Linked DNA regions of Rattus norvegicus: region 1 is linked to region 2. The links are chromatin contacts, called in public Hi-C maps. All regions are on one chromosome and are shown on one strand. Each heading gives the region's core, a stretch centred on a gene start, on an enhancer-like site or on the middle of the called end of the contact. The rest is flanking DNA. Distances are from core to core; before and after follow the strand shown. Region 1 has its middle 150 kb from the start of Slc16a7. Region 2 overlaps Slc16a7 (solute carrier family 16 member 7).

The links. Hi-C and Micro-C count contacts between places; a contact is called where the count stands out from the background.
Region 1: a contact with region 2 is called in a Hi-C map of liver, with 5 times the contacts expected there. The contact joins two enhancer-like sites. A contact is called at or near these places in 8 of 12 Hi-C or Micro-C datasets (the A7r5 cell line, the Rat2 cell line, frontal cortex and 3 more).

What each region holds. Positions count from the first base shown.
Region 1 is chr7:63,189,011-63,196,778 of GRCr8, reverse strand. No RefSeq gene overlaps it. Among named protein-coding and RNA genes, the nearest start is that of Slc16a7, 150 kb to the right of the region's middle. Within about 2 kb of position 6,503, at least 2 of the 93 cell types and tissues checked have an H3K27ac peak or open chromatin away from gene starts, as enhancers often do. A contact at or near this core is called in liver, where this site is marked.
Region 2 is chr7:62,972,064-62,979,491 of GRCr8, reverse strand. The region is part of intron 2 of Slc16a7 (solute carrier family 16 member 7); the gene reads left to right. LOC102552186 (a long non-coding RNA gene) reads right to left here. Exons shown (of 6, transcript XR_005487016.2): 6 at 1,510-5,309. Among named protein-coding and RNA genes, the nearest start is that of Slc16a7, 65 kb to the left of the region's middle. Within about 2 kb of position 6,136, at least 10 of the 93 cell types and tissues checked have an H3K27ac peak or open chromatin away from gene starts, as enhancers often do. A contact at or near this core is called in liver, where this site is marked.

The DNA.
Region 1 (7,768 bases), core at 5,254-7,753, 220 kb before region 2:
CTCCGTCTAACGGGTTTAAATCTTTATTTCATGAATATTCTATGCCAAGTGAGCTTCAGCTAGTGAAGGACCACATATCAATCTATTCACTTTGACATAAAAAATAAAAGCCTTTAAGTTATAAATATCTTGTTATTTTATTTTAAACGATCACATTGGGATAGATGCCCACACATTCATATAAATTTATACTCATGAATATTTCATGATTGTGCTTCTCATGTACATGCATATGAAAAGAGACAAGGTGGGTGCAGCGTGGAACACAGTTCCCAGTTGTATTTTTAAGTACCTACTTATAACTTGCTTGGAAAAAACCATGAAATCATGTTCAAAGATTAATTATATGCTTCCAGTGATAACACTACACAATCCCCTCTATTTCTGTTACTGAGACCATTCTTTAATATATGGCTTCAAGGAACTCTCTGCACTCTCTGATCCTCTTAGAAACACCCAGAGCGCTCGCCGCTACTGTATTAGTGTGATCACGTTCCCCCATCATCCTCTAGCCAATATCCATATACACAAGGAATGGGGTGATCTCTGAGATCCCCCTCAATATGACTGGATTTTTTTTTCATGAGCTCTTTGGTACCTGGAATCAAACTAAAGCAGTTTATTAATGTAGCTAAGGATGTTCGACCTTACTATTTAATGGATACGCATAAAAGAATTGTTCACACGTCATACTCAGATACTTCTAGAATGTCATAAGAAGAACTCCATATAGAATAGAGCATAGCGTAACATGCACACACTTTTACAAGCTGTGACTTTGATGCATGGAGTTTCTAGAACTGACAGCATTCACTTGACATCTACATCATAGTTTCAATGATATTTTCTTCTTCCTCCAGTCATTAGATAATCTTTTAAAGCAAAGGAGAAAACACATACAACCATCCTCCTGCTTTGCATCTTAGAATAAAATGATTACAGCGTAAACTGATGGATTCTGTGTCATATGAGCACAGTTACATGTTGTTAGGTTTGATTTGTTAGAAGTAATTCATCATAAGAGGAAATAAGAAAGTTGGTCGAGAATGTTTAATTCAGTCGACAACAAAATAAACATCACCACAGCACAGAGAGTCTGTAGATTGTAAGAAATAGATACATCAGAGATGGTTTCCTGTCAATGTTATTTTGTCTTTTCTTGGTTTGATATAGTCTTCTGGGTAGAGAGCTCCACAATCAGGAGAGAAACAAATTACATGTACTGACCTTGAAATAAGTTAGAAACTCTTCAAACACTTGGGCATGTCATTGATGTAGCATTTCCTTTTATTTACCTCATAGAAAAGTGTTGAGAACTATCTTTAAAACTTGTTTCATATGAAAGAACGTGTTGACAACCATTTGGCAGTATCTCAACAAATTAAACATAGAATTATCTGAGACCTCCCAACTTGCACTTCTGGCTATTTATTAAAAGTAATTTAAAAATAGATATTCAAATAAAAACCTATATGTGGTTATATATGCATAGTTGTCCTATTAAAATAAGAGAAATAATGAGAGCTAGGAGGAAATAAAATGCAGTATACATATGCAATGAAGAATTCCACCAAAAGGATAAAATAGTGATACCTGCTATCATGTGGGTGATTCAGAAAGCAGGCTAAGTGATTGAAGCCATATAGAGTATCTACATATTCTGACACTACAGGAAACGTCCATATTATTATGATCAATTAATATAACTTATTATCAAATTATGAATGATGAAATCAAGTTAGTAGTTGGCATGGGCTAGGAAATAAGTGGGGGGATGATTGATTAATGGTCGTGAAGCTTCCACTTGTGGTCATGAGACTGTTTTAGAACTAGATAACAACATAATTGGACATGGTGCTTCTGGTAGTATCTTGATATTTTCATTTACCCTGGTGGAGACTAGGTGAAACACATCTTGACTTTCATGGCAGGATAATTTGGGGGCTTACTCCTATTATTTTAGAAGATAACAATAGCAATCTCTTCTCAAAGTCATTTGACTTAAAATATAAATGTTTACCAATAAAAGTTTATAAATAATTCATTTTTCTTTCTGATTGGGAGATAAATGTGTTTCTGTTTTAAGTGAAGGTGACCATTTTTTAATACAGTCACAATTCGGGCCTACAGAAACGCTGGGTCAAAGATTAAAATGCCTGTTTATATCAATCAAATATTCCTGAACCCACTGACCTATTTTAGTGTACAAAAGTTCTAGTTTTCATAAAGGAAATCTTTCATACGGCCTCATCTGTAATGACTTCAAGTTAAAAATGCCCACCAAATTCTACATGCAGTAGAAGCTCTTGCCGCTGAAATCCCCACACCCTTTATGGAAGTTGTTCACAACCTTCCTAATACTGAGACCCTTTAATACAGTTCCTCATGTTGTGGTGACCCCCACACCATAAAATTACTTTTATTACTACTTCATAATGGTAGTTTTTGAAGTTCACTTATATGAATCATAATGTAGACATTTGTGTCTCCTGACGGTCTTAGATGACCCCTGTGAAAAGCTCAATTGATAACCCCAATAGGCTGTGACCCACAGGTTGAGAACCTCTGCCTGACGTGGAGGTGGCTGTCAGAAGCAGGAGAATCCCTAGAGGACTCTGGGCCAGCTAGTTTGTGCTGGTGCTTATATCCCTGCATCCAATTTCCCCAGGAAGGCAGTGAAGGGGTACTGAGTCACAGAAAGGCAGAACACGTGTGTGCAGTAGAGAGAAAGGCAGCACAGGGCTGTGGAGTCAGTGATCAGAGCCAGAGCTGCTTTACCCATGACGATTCTTCTGTCAGTGATTGAGTGGCCAAAAGCTGTTTGCTTTTTGGCAATTCTTCTAAGAAAGGAGACTTTGTAACTGGACGCTCCTTTTTCTCTGGTTCACGGACCCTTCGCTGGCCAGGACAGGCAAGAGGCTTGGAGTTCATTCCCTCTTCATGAGCCAGAGCGAAAAGAAGAGGGAGGAAGGGAGAGTTCAAGCATACACATAGACACATGCAGACACAGAGGCTTTGGCTGGCTCCAACTACTGTTCTCGACAATTCCACAAGTGTTCGTGCATACTTAATACATGCATACACACATATATGGATGTATATACATATAGATGAACAGACATATACCATGTATACACTTGACAAATGGGGCTGAACTCCAGAAGCCACACTTCATTTCTTCTCTTTGGCCTTCTTATACCTTCTAAGACAAAAGTTCTTTATTAAATTACCTCATAGATAAAATGTTACACAAAGGGGGAGTTACAGAAAGATACTAAGTTCAAAGTAGTATTTTACTCTATAAGATCATTGGAAGTTCAAAGCAAAAGTTTCATATAACTTGGTTTCATCATAGTGCAACCTGTGGCCTCATCTTTGGACCTCACCTAGAGTGAACTTTTATATTTTGATCACAAGTGTCCAAGGCTATTTTTCTTCTCAGTGTAATTTATGAAAGCTCATTGTACTCCTAATTATGCTGTCTTTAGTTACCATCCTATGAGGAGGGGGCACACTACTATATTCTTGAATCTAACTTTATTATGTCTTTCTGGCAAAACAGCTAAAACTGTCTTTTTAAACATTCTTCTTAAAAATATAGCAAATCAGGAATGCTATAAACTAATGAACTCATCTAACAGCATCAATTCATGAATGTTCATCTTCATGTTCATCTCAGGAAATTTGCTCCATAGGGTAGACTGATGCCAAGGAATCATTGGGCTATGTAATAATGGCAGGAAAGGAATATCAGCAGCTGGAATCAATCCTGGGACAAAGTCTCCAAGGACCCTGCATTCTCAGAGCTCACTCATTGCAGCCATGCAAAATGGTGAGCCATCTCTGGAAAAGTCACTTTTTGCCACAATCTTTCCTAGATGGCTTCTGACAGCTTGGTATTCACATTCTTCAAGGAAGAGCAAGTAACCCTTTCTCAAACAAGGTAGAAGACAAAGACTGATAACCACGGTTGTCTTCTGACCAACACAGTGAAATGTGTATGCCCCTCCCCATGAACACACAACCAGGAAACAAACAAAGAAGACAAACACAAATTCAAGCCAAAGAATGGAGTTCTGGGTTACCAAAATTATAGAATGATATTAAGGTTAAAGCCCAAGACAGTCAATAAGTATACTTCATGTGTCCTTTTTATATTAATTATATGATTATTGATCTTATAGAGTGCCATAATTGTGTCAATTTTATGAGTATACTGTGCTATGCTAGATTATGTGTGTGAGGGGATGATGTTATTTATAGCCTTCTTCAAAATTGCAACACACATAGAGGCTGCACATAGGTGAAAGGGGAACACTTATTCACTGCTGGTTGGAGAGAAAAAGTAGTGCTCTTAGTATAGAGGTCAGAGTGGAGATCCCTCAGATGGCAGAAATGTATTTGCCACATGGTCCACCTATACTCAAAACAGCCAGCGAATAGAAAAGAGCCTAGATTTCAGTTAATATATGAATGGATAATAAAGCTGTGGTAGATTTCATCTGTTAAAAATGAAATTAAAAAGTTCTTAAGTAAATGTCTGGGATGGAAACAAGCATTGTGAGAGAGGGGACTCCAAGCAACAAAGACAAATATACCATATTGTATTTCGTTTGTGGAAATTAGCTTTGAATCTTTACATAAACATGTCATATTCAGAATCCCTGTGGAGGTCAGGAAACTAGTGAGGAGCCGCAGGGAAAGGTGCTTTCAAGGGAGGGAAAATGGAATGCTAAGATATAAAGTGAATCATAGAACAGCAAGGAAAAGATGGGGCAAGGGTGGGAGGGGACAGGTGGAGAGAGAACAGCTGGTAGAGCATGAACACCGAAGAGCTCTGGAAAAGTCCTATGAGATGGGGAACACACACACACACACACACACATACACACACACACACACACACACACACACACCCACTTCTATATAATAGAGAATATAATCTAGAGTGTAGAATAATGTATATACTATAAAATACATTTTATATATATGTTGCTTTTCACTGGGCTCATAGCTAGATATAATGGGAGACACACACACACACACACACACACACACACACAAATGAAATTAGCCCATAATTGTATTACCTCTATTGGAATTGTTAGTCAGTGAGGTCCTATAGACCACTCCCCCCAAATTACAAGCTATTGATCTTGGTCTTTATTCCCCTCCAGAACTTGATGGTAAGGCACTATTGTTGAAGACACCCCATGTTTGAGTCATAGCACATGGAGAGATCAAGTTGGGATTGATCTGGGAATTTCACAGGGTTGCACGGTACCACAGGGAAATAGTAATCACCAATCACATCTAGCTGGGAGCCCAGTGAAAATCAACGTATCTTATCAGATACCCATTGGTATAATAGTAGCAAAAACATCATGAGAGTAATCAAGCACTCTTTGACTGCATTCAAGTCCCAGTTCACAAGATAGAACCCAAACATAGAATAGTTATTGGGAGCAAGAACTTGTGACAGGACAGGTCCTAGGTCTGAGGGGAGAACTTACTACTGTAATTGTGCTAATGAGAGACAGTGGTAACCTGAGCCCTAATAACTCATGCCCATATAGTGATTCATCTCTTAACCTTTGTCACAGAAGCTTCCATTTGAAGCTGTTGAGCATAAACTGAAACCTAGAAAACAAGTTACCATGGAACGCTCAGCCCTAAGTGGCACATCTGTGTCATATGAACTCCTCTGTGGCTCAGGAGCCATTGCAGAAGGGGAGTACCAATGTCTACAGAGACCATAGTGTTGCCAACACAGGTGGTAGACGACTACAGGCAACCATGTTTTCTAGACATAACAGGGAAGTTGCCCCCACAGAAGTTCTAACAGCATATATAAGACCTGGGAACCATCAAGCCAGACAAAAGTCCAGCATCAGAACAGGGAGGTAGCCATAAAGCCCCACCCCTTGCTGAGAAACTATTGGCAAAATGACTTAAGAGTTTCACAGGAAGGCGGGCTTTCTAAGTTGCAGTTGCACAAATAAGAGACCAGAAAAAAATCCAAAGACGGAAAATAACAGTTGGGATCTACTCAGAAAAGATACGAGTAGGGAGCTGGGTGTGGGCTACTAGCTTTAAAACTGCTCATTTCTGCCTATGGTATATGGGAGCTGTGTGCCTCAGAACATGTAAGAAGTCGCAACACCCAATTCCTCCAAAGGGAAATAACTGCTTTGAACATTGTTAGGTCGGGAGCCAATTTGTGGAATTTAATGGAAATATTTTGGGATTAAATTCACCAGGAGGTTGTAGGCATGACAAAATTGCTGGTAAAAAAAATGTATTATGAAACATGCAAATTAGGCTGGATTTTCTTTTCTGAGTAGAGCCAGGCTAGGACTGCTGAAGCAAGTGGCAACCACTTTTATGGTACAGAGTAGGGCCGTTTCCAGATCCTGAATAAAGGAACTATCAATGTCCTGCTCCCTCAGGTGTCCACAGTTCTGAGACTAACAGCCCCGTGACCTCCATTCACTGGCAAGGGCACGTTGGAGTTCTTTAAACGCACAATTGCATTTGGTTACTTATTTATCAGGACTTTTAGCCTGATGCCAGTTTGGTGACTTGCATGTGACTCAGTCCTTGAACTTGACCTGAGTTTGCCAAATTTCTCAATCCCTTTTGACACTCTCTCCTCTTTCATTCATTTACTTAGCCCCCACCACCCCCCGTGGATATTAGGCATCTCAGTTCATTAGACTTTCAAGTTCATTAGACTTTCCCTATAGATTTATAAAAAGGAAGCTGTTTACACAACCTTCAAGTCATACAGATTGTCGTATGTTTTCTCCTCTGTGGTAGCATGCCCTACAACACGTGTCATGCCTTGCAAACCACAACCTTCCTAACAGGTTCCCAGCGGAATGATAAAAGTCAAAGCCAGAGGTGAGACGGGTATTTCATTTGAAAATTAAATTGGCTGAAATAAAAGTTTCTGAATGACTTTTCTGCTGTTCCTGGTTACCCATTCTTTGTCTTTCCTCCCCTTCTTCTTCCTTCCCCTCCTCTCTGTCTTCCTCTTCCTTTTTAAATCTCCTGATGCTCAGAAACAGTTGTGGCAAAAAAGCCCCCCACAAGGCCTGGTCACCTGCTCTGCAGCAGCTCGCTCTGCCTCCTGTCAGTGTGCAGAGCTACGTGCTCACTGGGCTTGGGGAAGGGAAGGTCAAACCCAGGTGGGCCTGAGTAGGGGAATTAAGCTGCTATAGAGAAAAATTTGTCTCACTCCTTTTGCTGCTTGGTCTGAAAGCCAGGATGCATCTACCAATCATTTATTCATCCAGCAATCCCCTGATTTGACTCACTCTATTAATCTTTAAATGTTTATTGACTTCCTTCTGAAGAAAATTCATTTTGGTTAAGAAAAAAGAACTTTCATGAAGTGGATTTTACCTATGAGCTACGTGGCTTATTTTCTCTTTGGAATGAGTTTATTGACAGTGTTCTAATTGCTTAATTATATATATATATATATATGTATATATATATATATTCTGATATATATGCAGCAAAATGATTTAAATGACTATCATATATTAGATATCTAAATATAAATGAATACATTTAAGTAAGCTGGTATATTTTATGTCAAAGTTAGTTTATTAACAAAATATAATTTATTTTTGATCAAATGTGATCAAATGGTACAAACCTGAAATTAAGATGGTATTTTTTAATCCAATAGGAAAAAGCTAAGAAAAAATTGGACTTTCAAGTCCCCTGGCTCACTCTTTCATGTATGGTTGAGTTCAGT
Region 2 (7,428 bases), core at 4,887-7,386:
CTCAGTTAGAGCCAGAAATACACCTAAACTTTCTTAAAGATAACTGACACTGTAGATTTGCTAATTTATATCATTCACAAGTCCTCTCTTTGGGTAGCTAGACCTGATTCACATATGTTAAGAGGAAGGATTGAAGGAGCTGAAGGAGTTTGCAATCCCATAGGAAGAACAATAACAATATCAACCAAGCAGATCCCCCAGAGCTCCCAGGGACTAAACCACCAATCAAAGAGTACACATGGCTCCAGCAGCATATGTAGCAGAGGATGGCCTTGTCAGACATCAATGGGAGGAGAGGCTCTTGGTCCTGAGAAGGCTTGAAGCCCCAGTGTAGGGGAATGCCAGGACGGGAAGAAGGGAGGGAGTGGGTAGGTGGGTGGGAGAACACCCTCATAGAAGCACAGAGAGGGGGAATGGCATAGGGGGTTTGCAGAGGGGAAAACAGGAAAGGGAATAACATCTGAAATGTAAATAAGGAAAATATCCAATAAGACAAAAAAACTAAAAAAAAATACAATTTCAATAATGAAAACAGAATAGTTCATGTTTCATGTTCATAATCTTAAAACATTTTTCAAATCTTCAAATACTGCCCTAATTGTATACAATCCTGAATCAGCCTCTAGTTTTTTTTAAAATGCAGCTTGAAGCTTCCATTTCGGTGACAAGAGCTATAAAGGACAATACATTTCCCGTGTAACTAAATCATCTTCAAAAGAATTTAAAGCATGGTACAGAAAATGAAGGCAAAATTGTTTTTCACGGCTCATGAATATAATCTGAACACCCCCCTTGTGCTTTGTGATTCAGTATGGAAACAACGGATGGTATAAATAGCACACACTACTGGTCTCCTAAGGAGTCAGTTTGATTTGAGGCATATTTAACTTATACCTCAGAGCATAGTTTTTATGTCAGGAGATAATGTTTTTGCTACTAGGAAACCTCAACCCTATTCTTATCGCAAGTCTGAGATGCTGTATCTCTTCTGAAGTCGGTGTATTTCATTGAATCATTTTAATGGTCTCTGGCTGCAGAATATCAATATCGCTCTGGAGATGGAAGGTGGTTCTGGTAATGCCTGACGCCTCAGCATCGTTTGCAGCACAAATGACGGGGAGCCTGCGGCTTAATGGCCACTAATTTATTTTGAATGCGTGATGCATCCTCTCCATCAGTGGTGAGCTGGTTTACTTGGGCTTGCGAGGAGTCAGAATTCTTTTTGTGGAGAGTCTTGTTCTTTAACATCTGATGGAAAAATATACCCATTTCAAGAGGAAATAAAAAACAAATCAAAACTGGGAAGAAACCTGCAATCCTGTACTCATGTGGGAGTAGCTTATACATTTTATACATTTACCAGTTCTCTGCACCAGTTCTCATGCTTGCCTTATCATGGGTAACTACGGCAGTGTTCCTAAAAACAAACAACCTTCACTGATTTTGCCTTTATATTAAGCATGAAGTTCCCACCGCTTTTGGAACAGTTGTTGTTGTTGTTGTTGTTTGTTTGTTTTGTTTTTTGTTTGTTTGTTTGAGGCTTAGGTTTTCAGGTTGTTTGTTTGGTTTTGCCTTTTTGAGATAGGATTTCTCTGTGTAGCCCCCTGGCTATTCTCAAACTTTAAGATCCTCCTGCCTCTGCCTCCTAGGTGCTTGGATTAAAGGCATGTGCCACCACCTTATTTCGAGAAGAGTTTCATAATCGATACCTATCATATTTCTCTCCAGAAAGGATGCATGTTGCATTTTATACATTAGATATCACTATATGTCTGTCTCAGTACATAACAATACTATATAAATTGACAGTACTTTGCCCATTGCTTAATTGCATTGTCGAGGAAGGCAAATTTGAGGAAGGTTATTGGAGTTCCCAGAAGTTATCTTTGCTCAGTGATCCAGTAATGCAATCTAAAAAACCTCCTTCCTCTGGTAACGTCCTTAAATAATTTCAATTGGAACCAGCCTCTTTGGCATATGATTATTAACAATGTCGATGTGGTGTCCCTCCATTGCTATGGACCGTGTTGACGTCTGTTGCTATGGCTGAGATATAAGAAGGGCCTGGGATCCAAGTCAATGTGTGTGTGGAACAGACTTTCCCGGTTTTGTTTCCAAGATGACTTGAGATCTTGAGATAGCCATACCCTGAGCTGGCTCCTGGCACTCTTCATTATCCTTGAAGCTGAGTTCCCACCCTGAAGGCCCAGCAGGGTTAGTGCATGCTTCCTAGGATTGTTTGAGGACCACATACTTATGTCGCTTTCCCCCCAGTGTTTCCATAATATGCCTTGTCTTCTGTAGGCCAGTGTTCTCTATCAGCGTGCACAGCAAAAAGAGCTACTGGCTTGCAGAGACTGATGATGCTTTGCCACTGACCCATGTGAGAGTGGCCACCATCCTCAAAATTCATCTTATTATTTGTGCATTTATATAAGAATTGTATGGAGAAAGTTTCAGAGGCTGCAACCATATTCCAAGAGCTATAGGCAGCTAAGGAAAACTGGAAAGGGGAGAAGTGGCACACTGATTGTGTGTTCAGTGCCAACAAAGGTCAGCCCTGAAGACGTGTGTGTGTGTGTGTGTGATATATATATATATATATATATATATATATATATATATATTTATGCAGTAACAGTGAAGAAAAAAAAGAGACCATGCATCTGGAAGGAGGGTTGGGAGAGAGAAAAGAGAGTGGGGAAATATAATTGTATATAACTTCAAAACAATAAAACAGACTAAGTGTTTCTTAAAACAGAATATCATGTTACATTCTCGCAGGGCCCCCATGCTGTTTTTCTTTCTTTTTTTTTTTTTTTACAGAGCCAAGCACATTTGTGGGTTTATTTCAGGCAGCACATGAACTACGAAAGGTGTCCCAATTCCCCAAGCAAGAATGTTTCCGAATAGTTCCCCACATTCAGGTTCCTGGACACTCATTAGGCTTTCTGTGCTTGTAATGCCTCTCCCCTTCTCCTGATAAACTTGTGTTTAAAGACCCAACTCAAATCAAACCACACGTCTGAATCCTTCCACCATACATTTCTCCCCACCCCCACTGCTCATGCTTCTATTAAGACGCTATTTACAGTTCCCTGCTCATCCCCTCCACGACTATAATTAATACTAATTTATATTTCTTGAGCACTTTCTATGCTTCAGGACCTCTGTAGACATTTATGTTGTTTTGACTCTCAGCTGCATAAGGTATTGTTTTCCCTACTTTTCAGATAACAGACTGAGTGTGCTTTAAGAACCCGGCAATGTGGGGTTTGGGATTTAGCTCAGTGGTAGAGCGCTTGCCTAGCAAGCGCAAGGCCCTGGGTTCAGTCCCCAGCTCCGGAAAAAAAAAAAAGAAAAAAGAAAAAAAAAAAAAGAACCCGGCAATGCTAACAGAGCTAGGACATCAGAAATCGGGTAATTGCGGGACTAGTGCCCATTTGCTTTTTGTCAGTGCTGGAGATTGAACTTGGTCTTCTGAAGGATTGGCCTGGCCTCTGACAATGAGCTCTGACTTCATTCCTACAACTCTGTTCTCTCTTTTTGAGACAGGATCTCACTATAAACCTCAGAATTGCCTGGACTCATTATGCCTTGAAACTGAGATCCTCCTACCTCAGCCTCCCTACAACTAGAACTATAAGCCTATACCCGACTCCATTCTTTTTTTTCCCCCTTGAGATCTCATGTAGCCCAGGCTGGCCAGGAACTATATAGCTGAGGACAGCCTTGAACTAATAATCCTCCTACCTCCACTTCCAAAGCCTTATGTCACCTCATCCTACTTCAGTCTACTCTTAATGTACTGGAGCCATATATTTTTGGAGACCACAAATGCTGTTTATCAATCTGTCCTCTCCTAGCCTGGAACGGTGGCTGACATATGGCTTGAGAGTGTTTTAAAGATAAACACAACTTTCACACCACATGCCTGGGTCTAAGACTAGGTACAGCCAGTACTCCTTTATCCCAGACACTCCCTCCCACCTAAAAGTCACACACTCTGGGGGAAGGAGAGAGGAACTCTGAACACCTTTCATTTTTTTCACGGGACTCCAGAGTGCCGAAAGTGGGACCAGTTTACAAAAACTTAACTTTGACTGAAACTGAACTGGCAGCTCAGACTGACGAGGGCCTGTGAATCCTTAGGTGGTTTGAAAAGAGCAGCCACTCAAAAAATCCTCAGGAACAAGGAGTCAAGATTACTCCAGACCCTATCCTTTCACAGAGGCCCAGGCAACAGAGCATGAGCAGTAAGGGAAGGAAATAGCCCTACACTGTTAGCTTCAGCAGGCTGAGTTCTCCTAATTTTTTAGGGGCTTTGACTCAGGCCAAACCAGAATTCCTGGCTTAAAGGATTAAAAAGAATCTCAGGACTAACCACACTGAAGAGCTGGAGATTTTACTAAAGATATCTTTAACATAGGTAACTCTAGGCATAGAAGACGCTTAGGAAAACAAAAACAATACATACCAGCGTGTCAATACGGACTCCTCGAGAGCTGCCATGTTAGCTAGATACCTCTTTAGTGGTTAAGTTACATCGCAAAAGGTTGCTAAGAACCACTCCACTCCTCTCATTGTTAAGTGAATGTATAAGGTGGTTTGTAGGTTGGAATTACAATGAGATAAAGTAAAACCAGGCGCCACAAAGGTTGCACAAAGGGTTTAGTACATGTCCTTTACCTGTAAACTGGGTTTCTGGTGAGATTCCTAAAGAAACAATAGTTTATGGCCTTAAACAACTATTAAGTGGGCTGGAATTCTGGCCCGCTGGCGAGGATTTCCTCTGCCTACAGCCTAAATGTAAAGAGACAAAACCGGACCAGAGCTAGAACCTGGGGGTCAAAACTGCTCTGAGAACTTCGGTCCACCAACCGGCCACCATTCGGATCCGCGCTCCCTCGAGGCTCCTGCAATGGCGATAGAGAACAAAATCTCGGCCCTGGCCCTGCTTCAAGTCCTTGTAGCTCTCCCCATGCTGTTTTTCTTATCCCAGAGACACTGGATTAATGTACCCACAGCAACACAAGAGCAGCTATCTGGCCTAATTTTGAACACCACACTAAGAAAAGACCAGCTCCCGAAAGGCCACACACGGAAGACTACATATTATAACTATCAGCTGTTCGAGGACTTCAGTTGACCAGGAACGTGTCACTAGGGTGTGAAGTCCCACACAGGCCTTCTTCAGTCTTTGTCTTGGCTTCGTAGGCAAATCTTGAAGGATTGCTCATGCAGGTCGAAACAGTTCTTGACTGTGTGTAGTGTCCTCGTCAAATAAACAGTCTGGGGAAAGTCAATTACTGCAATGACACAGAAAGAAAGGATCATGGAAATTTGAAGTTTTGTTTTGTTTTTAAGGGGAGAGAGGGTATTTTTGTTTGCGAACCACACAGGGTACCAGAGCAGCTAGGAGACAAGGGCGCTCATGGAGACAGTAGATCATAAAATTTGATTACTGACTTTTATTCTAGCCAAGACTTTAAGAGATTAGGTATCAACATCAGAGGGCGAAACTGGTTCTGATAGTGGATGGAGCCTTGTGGAACTGCCAGTAGAACAAAGAGTGCATTCAAACTGGACTGTTATCACAGTTGTAAAGGGAGGTGAGCCAACAGGAGGAAGCCCTGCCCTTTGAAAGCAAACGTGGAACTAAATTATCATTCAGGCATTGTCACCCTCTTGGCTGCTGTAATACATCTAGGCAAAGACAGCTGATTCATCTACCTCTATTTCTCAAAGGCAGACGAAGATGGTACCAGTCAAAATGCCCATCTTCCTTCTAATTAACATGGCATGGATCGTGTGGATCTTAAAGAAAGAAATCCTTCCATTCATTTCCTCATTAACAGCTTCCTTCCTCATACCTTCACGTGCCCTTGCAGTACTTTAAAGGTAGATGACATGCTCATTTCCTACACAGTTCTTATTGGAGGTATTTAAAATCCATTTACCAACTCCAAACTCTGGCATAGGCCAGGCCTCTTGGTCTTAAACTGTAGATAGTTCTGGCAATCAGCCCTCTCTTTGCCGGGATTCCAGCTTTTTCCTTGGCACTCGTTCTGGACTTTTATCTTATTGAGGACAGCTGGTAGTCTTAGCACCACACCCTGTAGCCTTAGAGGAAGGAAGTTACTGATGACTGGCCATGGGCAAAAGGCCATTGCACACAGAGCTTCAGCTCTAAGAGCTGTGACCCGTAAGTGCAAAAGAATCAGTTGAAAACTTCAAAAGCTGTTTAGCGACATCTGTATCTAGGGCAGCTGCCAAGATTCTCCCACACAGGGTGGAAGGCATTGGAACACCTTGAAAATCTCTTGTGTTTGCAAGAGTGTTGTGAGGAAGCAAACACTTGTCAGAGCGAGGCTGGACCTTCTCCTTCTTAGCACTCTACTCTAGGTGAGTCTTAGGGATAATAGCCTTCCCATGATTTCTTATAAATACTTATTAAAAATCGGGCCAAAGGGGACGGAATGGAGAACTCAGTGGTTAAGAGCAAAGGATGCTCTTCTGGCATGGTTCCCACAGGCCGGCTCACAGATGCTCAGTTACAGGGATCCAGTGCCCTCTTCTGGCTTCTCCTGGCAACAGACATGCATGCACGTTAATGCATAGACGTATACATACAGGTAAAACAATCTTACACAGAAAGTAATGAACTAAATTTATATTTTAATCTGGCAGAAGCAAGTCTGGTGATAGGGTGAAACACTCCATTCCTACAGAAGAAAGAGTAGGGTATGCTTGCTACAGGGCCATATGCTCTTGCAGCCACACTCAAGAAGCAAAAAGGCATTGACTTGAACCCTCAGGGGCTCCTGAGGCCAGCCAGGAGCCGCGAGTGATAACTCCACACTATTGATTTGTTGGTTTACAGTTAAGTTTGGGATGCGGAGGGAAGAAGAGCCGCAGTGTTCAGATTGCTGCCGGCCAAATTGCTGCTTCACAAGCCAAATGCCCACATAGAGAGAGGGAGCAAGAAACCGCTGTGGAAATGAAGGACTCAACAGAGATTTATCATAAAGAAATCGGAATTAAGTCACGGAAAATATGCTAAAGATATTCGATGAGACGCTAGGGAGATACTTAAAACAATCAAGCAGTTACAGAATTTATCATGATCTTAGAAAATGAAAAAGAGAAGAGGAGGGGGAAAAGAAAGAAGGAGCAAATATTGCCATAGGAAGCCACGAGTATTGTTTCTCAGTATGAGAGTCTCTTGAGATCATTTAGGCCGCACTAAATATGAGAATGAATAGTCCTCATGCTGTGTCTTCAGCAATGTCCTTCTCCCTTTCTCCCAGCGTGCCTTGCATATCTGCATAACCGTACGACATGAATTACCTTCTTAATTTCCCAGGTTAAGGTTTATTTGGTGAGTAGAGTAAGAGGATGTGGATGTTCCCATAAGATGCCTTCCCA